2 separate regions of the Sus scrofa genome follow, and region 1 is linked to region 2. Evidence: chromatin contacts called from public HiChIP or PLAC-seq data. All regions are on one chromosome and are shown on one strand. Each heading gives the region's core, a stretch centred on a gene start, on an enhancer-like site or on the middle of the called end of the contact. The rest is flanking DNA. Distances are from core to core; before and after follow the strand shown.

Region 1 (6,225 bases), core at 818-3,317, 81 kb before region 2:
AGCATCTAACAAAGATATGGAGAATACAGTAAGTGGGCAATTACAATCAAGTGCTCTAATTGAAATATATAGGAAGATAAGGAAGCATTTCATCATATTCCCAAGCCAAACTGGGGGTTGTGGAGTTGTATTTTCTTTAGGAAATATCTGGACTAAGGCCTGAAGACTGAGTAGTAGCAGGACAGGGCACAGCACAGTGTTCCACAAAGGAAGAACAGCAAGTGAGACACTACAGCGTGACGGAGAAGTGATTCTGCCTAAAGGAAGTTTCCTGAAAAGGTACAAACAATAGGTATGAGATACCAGAGAGAACCCTGACTCAGTCACTTGGTAGCTGAGCAATGTTGTGTAAGTTTCTTAACCTCGCAGAGTTTCAGTCTCATTATCATGAAAATGACAATTACAGTAGTACTCATGTCCCAGGGTCTTTTTGAGAAGACTGTCAGTCATCTAGACAGGATATGTTCAAATCTAGACCTGGGTGGTGGCCGAGGGAATGGTTAGAAAGGCACATAAATAGAGGAACTATACTGGGGTTTGCTTCAGCAAGGCTTGTTGGGTTAGTGATTAGGGTAGAGGGTACAGGATCAAGAATGATGTCTCTGTGGGAGTTCCCTGGTGGCCTTGAGATTAAGGATCCCACGTTGTCACTGCTGGGGCTTGGGTTCGCTGCTGTAGCGCAGGTTTGATCTCTGGCCCAGAGATTTCTGCAAGCCACAGACACTGCCAAAAAGAGAGAGAGAAAAATGGTGTGTCTGTGTCTGGCATGGGTAACTTAGGGGTTGGTGGTGCCATTCATTGATACAGGCAATACTAAAGGAGTAAAGGGTTTTAAGGGGAAAATGATGACTTCTGTTTTGGAGATTTTGAGTCTGGGGTGCCTGTGAGATATGGAGTCATCCAATAGGTACTAGAATATACAACTATGGGCTTAGGGGATGTGTTTGGGTTTCAGGGACACCTCTGGGCTTAGGAGATGTGTTTGGGTTGGAGGTAGACTGGTAAATAAGAACATATAACTAATAACTGAAGCCAAAGGAGAGAGTGAGATGCGCCGGGAAAACAGTGCAAGGCCAGAGCCCTGGGATATATTTAATACCAGTACATTGAATGGCTGGGCAGAGGAAGAGGGGCCTGCAAATGAGACTGAGACGGAGCACCCTTAAGGATAGGAAGAAAAACAAGTAGCATCTGAGGTCACAAAAACTGATGGAAGAATATTTCTCAACAAGGGCAGAGATCAAGGAGAATAAGGATTGAGAAACGTGTGATTAGCGAATGGGGTTATGGCTGTCCTTGACCAGAGGTGTTTCTAGCGGGTGGAAAGCAGACTGGAGAGGGATAAGGAGTGGGAGGGGAAGGGAGAGCGCAACCAGCGCTCTCTGGAAAGCTGGCTGCCAACAGGAGATAAGGCGGCAGAGAACGCAGGTACTAGAGGAGCGGAGGCGGAGGCGGGATGGAGACTTTAGCATGATTAACTGCCCATGGGAAGGAGTGTGTGGAAAAGGAGAGAATGAAGCTACAGGGGTGAAAGGAAAATTCATTCAACAATTAGAGCGCTTCCTACATGCCAGATCAGTCCGGTCACCCTCTCCAAGAACACGCGTGCAGGCCACACATACGACAGGTTTAGCCTGAGACTATCTTCTGGTGAAAGGGGTTCGCCTTAGGCTGTTTTTCCTAGGAGTAGCAATTCTGACTCCTCCCTCCCCCACACCGCTGGATATCCCGCTGGAGCCCTTGCACCGCTGGATCTCACAACCTCAATTAGATATTTGAAGCCGCAACTTAGTAACGGATCGCTAGGAGGGCCAAGCTAGTGCCGTGGAAGATACAGCCGCTCCAGCCTTAGCGTCCGATCGCGAGAACAGGGACGCAGGCGCAAAAAATCGCCTTCTCGCTGGCTCCGCCCCTTCTCTTTCTTTGTCTCCACGTCCGATGATCTCGCGAGAGTTGGGCGGCAAATCCCGCGAGCTCAGACCTAGACCTGGGGTCGACTCTGCGGCTCTCGCGGTGTTTGCGCGAGACTGCTCTTTTCCTTCTTCCCTTGCGGGTCCGCCTGCCTTCCTCCCCTTTTTCCCCGCCCGGCCTCCCCCTCCTTACCCCGCGGGCCCCCTCCCCGCAGGGATAATATGGTCTCCGGCGATGGACGCCCCAAGTGCAGGTTAGTTTCAGTCCGCCCCCTGGGATGTGGCAGCTGGAGACGCGCGCTTCCCGGGCTCCGGGTCCTTTGCTTCTCGCCTGGAGTCACTCGGCCGGCTCCCGGGCCCTCTGGGCTCAGGTCCTGCTCCCTTAAGGCCTGCCTGATGGGCCTCACTCTCTGCTTCCAGGCCCCGAGAGCCCGGCCTCGCCGCCCTCGCCCCGCAGCGTGACCCCATCAGGCCCGTCCGCTCCGCCGCTGGCCTCGACCAGTGGCGGCGTCAGCCTGTTGGCCCCTTCCAGAGTCTTTTGGTACTCCTCACTTAGCACTACGGTCAGGGAGAGGCCCACTTTCGTCCTCTCCCCGCCCCCCATTTGTAAGAGATGAGGGTGGGGGCCGGCGTCTCCTTGGTTGGGTCTCTCGCAGATAGTTGTTTATTCCGCTGTCCAGCCTCAAGTCACTCCCTCTCTCTTTGCCTCTGGAAGCGGAGTGGGGGGCGGTCAAGGCCGAACACTGGTTAATCAGTTCCCAGACCATTTATTGCAGCTCTGGGTCTCCTCCGCCGCCCCCCTACCCCCAACCACCTTCTTAGCTTCCTCCTCAATAAAAAAGAGGAAAAACATTTAGTATTCCCCCAAAGTGAGCTCTGCTTATTGCTTCTCATTTCCGAGCAAGGTCCGAACAATGTTGAGGGTCCTGCCCACCCACCGCAATGAGTCTGCACAAAAGCTCTGAATGTTCTTTAACCTCAAGGCTGCCTCCCCACTACTTCAAGAATGTAGGAGTTGGGGTACATTCGCAGGAGACCCCTGGGTCTTTGTAGTTAAGCGTCAATTCATGCAAAACCAGGAAGACATGCTAATATACCCAGATGTTTTGTTTTTCACCTTTACCCTTAGTCTTAAGACCTATTAAGGTCTGACCTGATAAGTTGTTTTGGTTTGGTTTTGATTTTGTTCACGTTGTTGACTACAGTGTAAAAATCTGTCTTTTGATTATTTTTTTAAAAAAATTCTTATAGTTGTGACGGTTCTCAAATTGTCCTGTCTGTATTTACGCAGGTCTTCACAAAATATACCTATACTTCTTATAAATAATTCTTATTGTCCCTTTCTAGGTATTCTTTGTTATCACATTTCAAGAGTTATTTTACCAGTTTTTAATTCGAGAAGAGTCATGGTTTAGAGTTATACTATCCAATACAGTGGACGCTAGCTACATGTAACGATTTAAATTAATTAAAATTTAAAACTCTGTTCATTGTAACCATATTTCAAGTGCTTAATAGCCACATGTGGCTAATGGCTACCTTGATAGACAGTGCAAAGAATTGAACTTTTGGACCACTGCAGAAAATTTTATTGGACAAAGCTGATTTCTAGCTATTTTTTGTTTGAATAAAGGTCCTTTGTATCTGTGTTTAATGGAAGTATAATTTTTTTTTCAGGATATGCCTTTGAGTACCTTATTGAAACATTAAATGACAGTTCACATAAGAAGTTCTTCAATGTACCTAGACTTGGAGGCACCAAGTATGGTAATGTTGCCTAAATTTTCTTGGGTTTGTTTAGATTCTAATAATAAAAATGCAGTGGTTGAGCTGAGTTGAAGAAATTGTAAATTTATTTCCACCATGTTGTAGCAGTACATCTACACATATATGTAACATTTTAAACACTCTTCTTGGGACAGCTTTTATTTGAGGAAGATGTAAGCCCATACCTTACTTCTCATTTAGACTCTAAGTTAATGTAGTAATGATTTTTCCCCCCAAAGAAACTACTAATACAATTTTAAAAAACAACAGAAACCTGACTGGTGATATTTTAGAGCTATTAAATGTATATTTTAATTCTTCAAGTGAACAATGCCCACAGTTCTTTTTTTTTTTTTTTTTTTTTTTTTTTGGTCTTTTTGCCATTTCTTGGGCCGCTCCTGCGCATATGGACGTTCCCAGGCTAGGGGTCTAATCGGAGCTGGAGCTGCCAGCTTACACCAGAGCCACAGCAACGCGGGATCCGAGCCACGTCTATGACCCACACCACAGTTCACGGCAATGCAAGGCCAGGGATGGAACCCGCAACCTCATGGTTCCTAGTCGGATTCATTAACCACTGTGCCACAACGGGAACTCTAGTGCCCACAGTTCTTGATCTGCTATCCTTTGAATAGGAATCATCAACAGGGCCCACTGGTTTGAGTTGTTCACCAGGGCCTGATTTGCCCAGGCTTGTGCACCAGAACTCTTGGCAGACCTTTGCAGGCGCCTAATCAGGATCAAACCTTTCACTGAAGTCTAAGAAGAGTGAATTTGGCGGAACCCCAGAGTACTGGATGGAAGTCTTGACTTTGTTGACAACTGAGTACCTTTCTCAACCAGGCCAGTGAAGGGAAGGCCTGCTTAGAAGAGTGATTTAGATTATTCAGACTTTTCAGTGAAAACTACTTGAAAAGATAAATGCCAAATCGATTGCAGTTTTGGAGGGAGCATTTCCCTTAATCTTTTTTTAAAAACTTGTGTTAAGATTGTGTTCATGATTTTTCTGTAGGTTTTAATGGATATAAATGTTCTAGACTGCCATTAGCAGTGTTTTCTTGTACATTGTGAGAAAATATATATTGAGTGTATTTTGGTGAATATCTCTATCTTAGAATTAGGTTGCCATTTAAAAAATAAATAGTTCAGGAGTTCCCACTGTGGTGCAGGAGGTTAAGGATCTGACATTACCGCAGCTCATTTGATCCTTGGCCTGGGAACTTCCATATGCTGTGGGTATGGCCAAAAATAGATAAGTAAACAGTTTACCCAAATCCTTCATGTTGCATGTTTAGTTGCTGGGATTAGCATTAAGAGAGATTGGTCATTTTCTTAATGCCATGTAGTTTCCATTCACATTTATTTTAGCTCTTCACTGATAATGAGTTTGTATTCATTTTAAAAAGGGAACAGCTTGGTTGATTATCTACTAGAAGGATTTTTTATTTCCCTTCTTTCAAATATCTAATGATTCTGGCTGGGAAGTTTCTTAGTCCAAATTTTATAGTTTAATAAAGTAAAAGAACATACATGAGGATTTTTTTTAAAGTTGAGTATAAGTTCCTCTGTGGATAATTTGTGGAAATGCGCCTACTTGAAGATATTTCCCAAATGCAGAAAATAGTAGGAAACTACAACTGTAAAATGCATTTAAAGAGTGATTAGGAGTTCCCGTCGTGGCGCAGTGGTTAACGAATCCGACTAGGAACCATGAGGTTGCGGGTTCGATCCCTGCCCTTGCTCAGTGGGTTAAGATCCGGCGTTGCCGTGAGCTGTGGTGTAGGTTGCAGACGCGGCTTGGATCCCGCGTTGCTGTGGCTCTGGCGTAGGCTGGTGGCTACAGCTCCCATTCAACCCCTAGCCTGGGAACCTCCATATGCCGTTGGAGCGGCCCAAGAAATAGCAACAATAACAACAACAACAACAACAAAAAAAAAAAAAAAAAAAAAAAAAAACAAAAAATCCGGCGTTGCCATGAGCTGTGGTGTAGGTTGCAGACGCGGCTCGGATCCCGCATTGCTGTGGCTCTGGCATAGGCTGGTGGCTACAGCTCAAATTAGACCCCTAGCCTGGGAACCTCCATATGCCGTGGGAGCAGCCCAAGAAATAGCAAAAAAAAAAAAAAAGAGTGATTAATAATTTCAGAGCTATATTACCCCTGCAAAAAAGCTGTCATGGGCATCTGTACAGAACTGAGTTCCAGAGTACCAGGGTTTTTGTAACCATGATAAATAATAATAGTACACCTGTAAGTATAAGTGTCTTTAAGGCAAAAATTTGGTTTTTTATTTCTGTGGGGTTAAAACTTTTTTTTTTTTTTTGTCTTTTTAGGGCCATAACTACAGCATGTGGAAGTTCCCAGGCTAGGTATCAAATTGGAGCCGGCCTACACCACAGCAGTGCAGGATCTAATCTACCTCTTTGACCTACACCGAAGCACACGGCAACACTGGATTCTTACTTAACCCAGGTCCTCATGGATACTAGTTGGGTTTGTTACCCCTGAGCCATGACGGGAACTCACGACATTTTTCTAACAGAGTGGTTT
Region 2 (6,272 bases), core at 1,195-3,694:
GTAAATGATGATCATAATCCTTGTCCTTCAGGCCCTACTGTTTAACAATAGATAATAAAAAACCAACATTTACTGAGTACTAAGTACTCAGTTTCTTTCAAAGAAACTTTCTCTCCACTCTCACAACACTTCTGACACTAAATGTGTGGGGTTTTCATGCACATTGAACAATTCTGACACTCCTGGCGTTAGAGCAGACCCCCAGGTTAAGAGCTCAGTCCCACAAAAATGCCTCTACTTCAGATGCCAGCCTCAAGTCCTAGGTTGTACTTTTGATCCACTGGCTGTAATTTGGGGGTTCCCAGGACTTCCTCCTCACATTTGATATATTTGCCAGAAGCGCCCACAGAACTCAAGGAAAAAGTTTATTAGTTTATTATAAGGGGTAACAGCCAGAGGAAAAGTATGTAACATGAGGTCCAGAAAGGTTGAAAGCCCAGATGCTTCTGTCTCTGTGGAGTCAGGGTGCACCATGCTACCAGCATGTGGATGGATGTGCTCACCAACCCAGAAGCTCTCTCAATCCCTCTGGTTAGGGTTTTTATGGAGGCTTCATTGGTGATCGAATCAACTTCCCTCCCATCTCCCCTCCCCAGAGGGTGGGGGCGGGTAAGACTAAAAGTTTCAGCCCTCTATTCACTTGGTTGGTTCCTCTGACAGTCAGTCCCCATCCTCGAAGAGTCACCTCTGTTAGCATAAATTCAGGTGTAGCTGAAAGGGGCTTATTATGAATAAAAAAGACACTCCTTGGCTTCCCGTTGTGGCTCAGCTTAGCAGGAATAAACCCAACTACTATCCATGAAGACTCCGGTTCAATCCCTGGCTTTGCTCAGGGATGCTGAGTTGCTGTGGCTGTGGTGTAGGCCAGCAGCTAACAGCTCCGATTCGACCCCTAGTCTGGGAACTTTCATATGCCACCGGTGCGGCCCTAAAACAAACCAATGAAAGACACTCCTCTTCTACCAGCCAGGAAATGACATGAGATTTAGAAGCTTTGTGCTAGAACTGGGGACAAAAAGACTAAACAGATTTCATATTATATCACAGTACTTTACATGTATTATCTCATCTCATCTCCACAACAAACCCATGAAAGTAGTACTGTTATGAGACTGATGCCCTCATGGGAGATCATGAGGCTTTATCATCCTAAAACATCACTTTAATCCTCTTTTCCCATTACCTACAGAAAAAGTTCTAGCATTGAAGGCATTCTACAGTCTGGCTCAAAATGCCTTTCCTGCTTTACTCCATTATTGACTTCTTCATTTGGAACTACTCTGTCACCTAAACTTGTCAAAATTATTTTTTACTTCTGCTTTTTTAATCTCAACCGATCCCTCTTCTTTTTTTTCTTTCTTTTCTTTCTTTTCTTTTTAGGGCTGCACCAACGGTATATGGAAGTCCCCAGGCTAGGGGTAGAATTGGAGCTTCAGCTGAGGGTCTACACCAACAGCCACAACAGGGACCCAAGCCACGTCTACGACTTACACCACAGCTCACAGGAATGCCGGATCCTTAACCCACTTTTTGAGGTCCGGGGTAGAACCCGCATCCTCACGGATCCTAGTGGAGTTTGTTAATCGCTGAGCCATGAAAGGAACTCCCAATAATAATTTTTTACCCAACCTAAAGAGGACAAAGTCCCTGCCCTGAGAACCTCCCCTTGGAGGAAACTGTGAGCAAATAACCTAGCATTAACGTCTAGTCAAGAAACTTAAACCATGAATAGTTTATCTAGGGATCGAAGCCAGATGAAAAAAAGGGTGGAAAGGAGAGATGGATAATGAACACATAAACAAACATAATCTCTGTATAGAAGATAATGTGTATGTGTGGTGACGGTAGGGTATTACTTTCACCAGGTTGGTCAGGTTGCCTTTCTGACCAGGTGAAAGGCAGAGGAGGAGATTAAGGTAAAGTTTCTCCCAAAGCTGTAAGCCCCATTATAATTTGCTTTATATACCCAAAAATGCATATAAAAGTGGAATAAAGTGGAATAAACAGCAATAAAAGTGGAAGAAAGATTCAAGAAGGGAGATGAGAAGAAGCAGGGTTAAGGGTAACGTCTGATTTGCTTGGGCCCATTAGGAGAACAGGGCAGGAATAGTAAGCAATTTAATAGGCGGTCCCACGCCATTGCTCTTCCAGGTCTACGACTTAGCGCACAAGAGAAAGTGAAAGTAAAAATAGAGCCCACAGCGTGAAAAACGGAGTTTAGCCACAACTCCACCTCCGACTTGGCCAGGGTGTTTCTGCTCGCCTTCCCATGCTATAGTGCCCCATCTGCTGGCTCAGGATCCCAGCCACGCCAGTCGCACCCCAACGCCCCAGCTCCCACGAAGGCCACCTGCTCTGGTTCTGGCTCTGCCTCCCAGAAGAACTTCCGCATCTTCCGCTGCCCCGCCCCCGGTGGTTCTGCGCACGCGCGGGGGCCATATTAGCGGCGGATTCACGCGCAGCGGCGGTGGGTTTTCACCCTCGGAGAAGGGTCCTCGGTGTAGGTCTCGGCTCTTCACAGTCCTCCCTTCGGTAAGCCTTTGCCCCCTGGGCTTCCGCGGAGCTTTGCCGTTCACCCCGTGGGCGGGGGCCGTGGGCGTTACCGCAGAGCGAGTCCCGGCCTGCAGCGGCCGCTGGGGAACCGTGGGCACGATGACTCTGCACCGCCTTCTCCGAGGCGCACCGGCCGCGGGACTGGCCCCAGGCGGCCGCGTCGAGCTTTCTTGCATGGAGCTGGCACAGCGGGGCCAGGGACGCGCCAGCGGTGGGGTGGGCTTGGGCTGGTGGGCAGGGCCGCCCCTGGAAGAGTCAGTACGTGGAAGTTAGCTTTGCTGGCTAGGGGGTGCGAGTGAACTCTCGTGGGGCCGGTGTCCGGCGTCAGGCGTGGAGATGAGAAAGTTGTGTTCTCGCGCGAATCAGAACTCTGACGGATCTCCTCTGCCCTCCCTTCACCTGCCTGTTGCAGCAGCCTCACAACTGCTTACCCTGCCCCAGCGTTTACCAGCCAGAGTGATCTTCCTGCAGTGCTCCTGTGGCTCTTTGGCCCAGCATCTTTCGGTGGAGCTCCTTTGCTTAAGACAGAAAATTCATGGTTTTAGTTCTTACCTAGGCACGTGGCCCTTCAGGCCCTTATCCCTGCTTGTCTTTCCATTCCTAATTCCCGGTACTCCAGTATTTGGGAAGATTGGCTCTGAAGTCCGAAATTGGGCTTTTACACCAAATCACTCTTAGCCCCAGTGTGTCTCTTACGGGAATGGTAGTGATGCCATAGATTACCGCCCCTTTCCTGCCCTTCGGAGTTCAGGACCCCGTATCATTTTCTGGAGAAGCCTAAGACTCATAGCTTGACATTCAGAGCTCTACATGATCTGGATACTTGCTTAATTCTCTCCTTTTTTTCATATTACTTTTTTAACTTCAGGAGTGTATTTCTCCCATTGAGCTAACCTGCCACCGTGCCCTTTGCTCAGGCTTTCTCTTCTCCTTGAGTGCCCTGCCCTTCTTTCTTCCCCTATTCTTCTTAGACCTCAGTGTTCTCAGTTTTGTTTCTGCCTCTCCCATCTCTAATTTGGGATCATTTTCTGTATTTGTTTCACAAAAAAATACTTTATTGATTTTCTCCATCCCCTCCGCACTGTACCCTTAGTGCCTCTGTTTTGACATTGTTGTTATGATTGTCCCTCTTTGTCTGTCTGCCTCACCTCACTGCCAGTCTGCAAGCTCTTCAGGAAAGAGATTGGTCTTAACTACTCTGGTATTCCAGCATTTGCCATAGTGCCTGGTGCATCATAAATGCTGGCTGAGAGAAGGGAGTGAACAAAACAGGTTTTTTTTTTTACGTCAAGTGGTGCTTTTTAAAGTTTCATTTTAATAATTATCCTATTTTCTTTTTACAGGAATTAAATAAAGTTCAGGAAATATGGTGAGTTAATACACATGTCAATGAGCTGTTGCCTAATGAATTGTATTGCTTGTACTCAGCTTACAGACTTGGATGAGAAAATTGAAATAGAATGATGTCTTATCAGTTTCCTCCCACACTCTGAATTTTGTGTACCATGGCATATTCTACAAGATGATTTGTGGGCTTTGCTTCCTTTTATTGGGTAGGAATCACTTATTTATTTTTCCTTTGCAGTCTCGAAGATATGATTCCAGGACCACTATATTTTCTCCAGAAGGTAAAATATAAATTTTCTAATCTGTCTCAAAAACAAATGAACAAAAAATTTAAGTGAATTTTAGGGGAGGGAAAAATCTATAGACTCTTTTAAATATTTACTGTCTTGTTCATCCTTTTTGTACTTTGAAGTAATTATGGTCACCAACTTGATTACATGCATCATAGGGCAGTGAGTCAAAGTGGGGCTTTATTTGTAGTCCTCCAGTGTTGTTGCTGATTCTCCTTTGACCAGTGGTTCAGGAGCAAGGAGGAGAGTCATGTTTTCTCACTGCTTGTGTTTTGTAGGTCGCTTGTACCAAGTTGAATATGCCATGGAAGCTATTGGACATGCAGGCACCTGTTTGGGAATTTTAGCAAATGATGGTGTTTTGCTTGCAGCAGAGAGGCGCAACATCCACAAGCTTCTTGATGAAGTCTTTTTTTCTGAAAAAATTTATAAACTGAATGAGTAAGTGAAATCTAAAGGAGAGTTTAAAATATCTCACATACTTTGAGAGGTCTGTTCATGCGACATGGTAGAGTTGAGCAGTTTGTGGGGTTTTTACTTTTGAAAATATTTGCTATTACTTTATTTGCTTAAAAGTTCCTTGGGGCCTAGGACCATTTGTTATTCTTTTTAAATGCAGGGACAAGTACTTAGTGTAGAAACACTGTTATACGATGATAAGAGTACAGGCTTGGTAGCCATGCTACTTTGGGTTAAGTCTAGGCTCTACCAATACAAACTGCGTGACTTCCCACCCATTGTTTAAATTCTGTGGGCCTCAGCCTGCTAGTGTGGTTGTGGCAGTTTAATGAAATAAACCATCACAGTGTCTGGCAGATAGGATGCCGTTGAGGTATTATTTAGAATGGTTACTCAGGAATTGTATTGAATTATACTGAGTCTTATGAAAGAACAAGTCTTCTGGAGTTCTGGGGAAAGTTTAGACAATCCTGTATATTTAGTAAAGTTTCTGTTACAGTTAAGTGTGCAGGGCTTTGCCACTAGCAGAGAGCTGGATCGCTCATTGGAGATTTTTCCTTCAGTGAGTGCTGGTTATAGGGCCTTTCTCATATACTCATCTGAGAACGCATCATCCCTCCACAGAATCCCTGTCGGGCCCCCTCTGCAGCTTGCGCTTGATTAGGAACAGTTCCAGAGGATGCCTAGGCTGTAGGAGAGCTGGGGCAGCCTCCAGGGAGCAGGAGGTAAAGAAAGGAATGCACTCTCCCTGTGAGCCTAGCCCTAGACTTTGTAGGCAGGCTCATAAAATATGCTGCCCTCTGGTCCTCTCACTGCCACCCATCAGTAAGTCCTTAGGAGGTGAGTGTACTACTACCTAAGAGCGTGGGGGTAGTCTGTCTTTCTGACTGGCAAGACCTTTTTCTTTGTAGTTGGATCTGGGGATTTACCATAGTTTCCTAGTGTTTATTCTCCTCCCTCTCCACAGGGTGGTGATGGTAAATGCATTGTTGTGAAGAACTTAAGGGTGCATTTGTTTATCTTCTGTGTTGAATGACATCCAGTTGAAGTTTCCTACAAAGATAAAACATATAGTTTTTGTCTGAAGGGTGTAGCAGCTGAATTTCTTTTTTTTTTTTTGGCTGGGCCCATAGCATATGGAAGTTCCTGGGCCAGGGAATCAAACCCACCCCTCAGCAGAAACTCAAGCCGCTGCAGTGACAACACCAGATCCTTAACCTGCTGTGCTACAAAGGAACTCTATGTGGTAAATTTCTAATAAAAGTTGGTAGTTTTTAAAACTTGTAAAATAGAAGTTCCTGTCGTGGCTCAGTGGTTAACAAACCTGACTAGTATCCATGAGGACGTGGGTTTGATCCTTGACCTAGATCAGTGGGTTAAGGATCTGGCGTCGCCATAAGATGTGGTGTAGGTTGCAGATGCAACTCGAACCGTGCACTGCTGTGGCTCGGGTGTAGGCTGGCAGCTGCAGCTCTGATTTGACCCTTAGCCTGGTAACCTCCATATGCTGTGGGTGCAGCCCTACAAAGACAAAAAAAAAAAAAAGACGAAAAACAACAACAAAAATAACAATAAAACTTGTAAAATACTCCTGGCAGACATCTTCCCTGCTTATTAATAATT

The links. HiChIP or PLAC-seq counts read pairs in DNA pulled down with a chosen protein or histone mark.
Region 1: an H3K27ac HiChIP or PLAC-seq map of alveolar macrophages shows a contact between it and region 2. The contact joins the promoter of IREB2 here to the promoter of PSMA4 in region 2. A contact is called at or near these places in 2 of 5 promoter capture datasets (fetal liver and liver), 9 of 47 Hi-C or Micro-C datasets (blood, epiblast stem cells, heart right ventricle and 3 more) and 1 of 2 datasets of contacts at active chromatin or transcription factors (alveolar macrophages).

The regions. Positions count from the first base shown.
Region 1 is chr7:47,525,041-47,531,265 of Sscrofa11.1, reverse strand. IREB2 (iron-responsive element binding protein 2) reads left to right here and starts at 2,067. Exons shown (of 23, transcript NM_001167781.1): 1 at 2,067-2,164; 2 at 3,588-3,677. The coding sequence starts at 2,146.
Region 2 is chr7:47,444,771-47,451,042 of Sscrofa11.1, reverse strand. PSMA4 (proteasome subunit alpha 4) reads left to right here and starts at 2,444. Exons shown (of 9, transcript NM_001244468.1): 1 at 2,444-2,532; 2 at 3,897-3,922; 3 at 4,139-4,181; 4 at 4,469-4,631. The coding sequence starts at 3,920.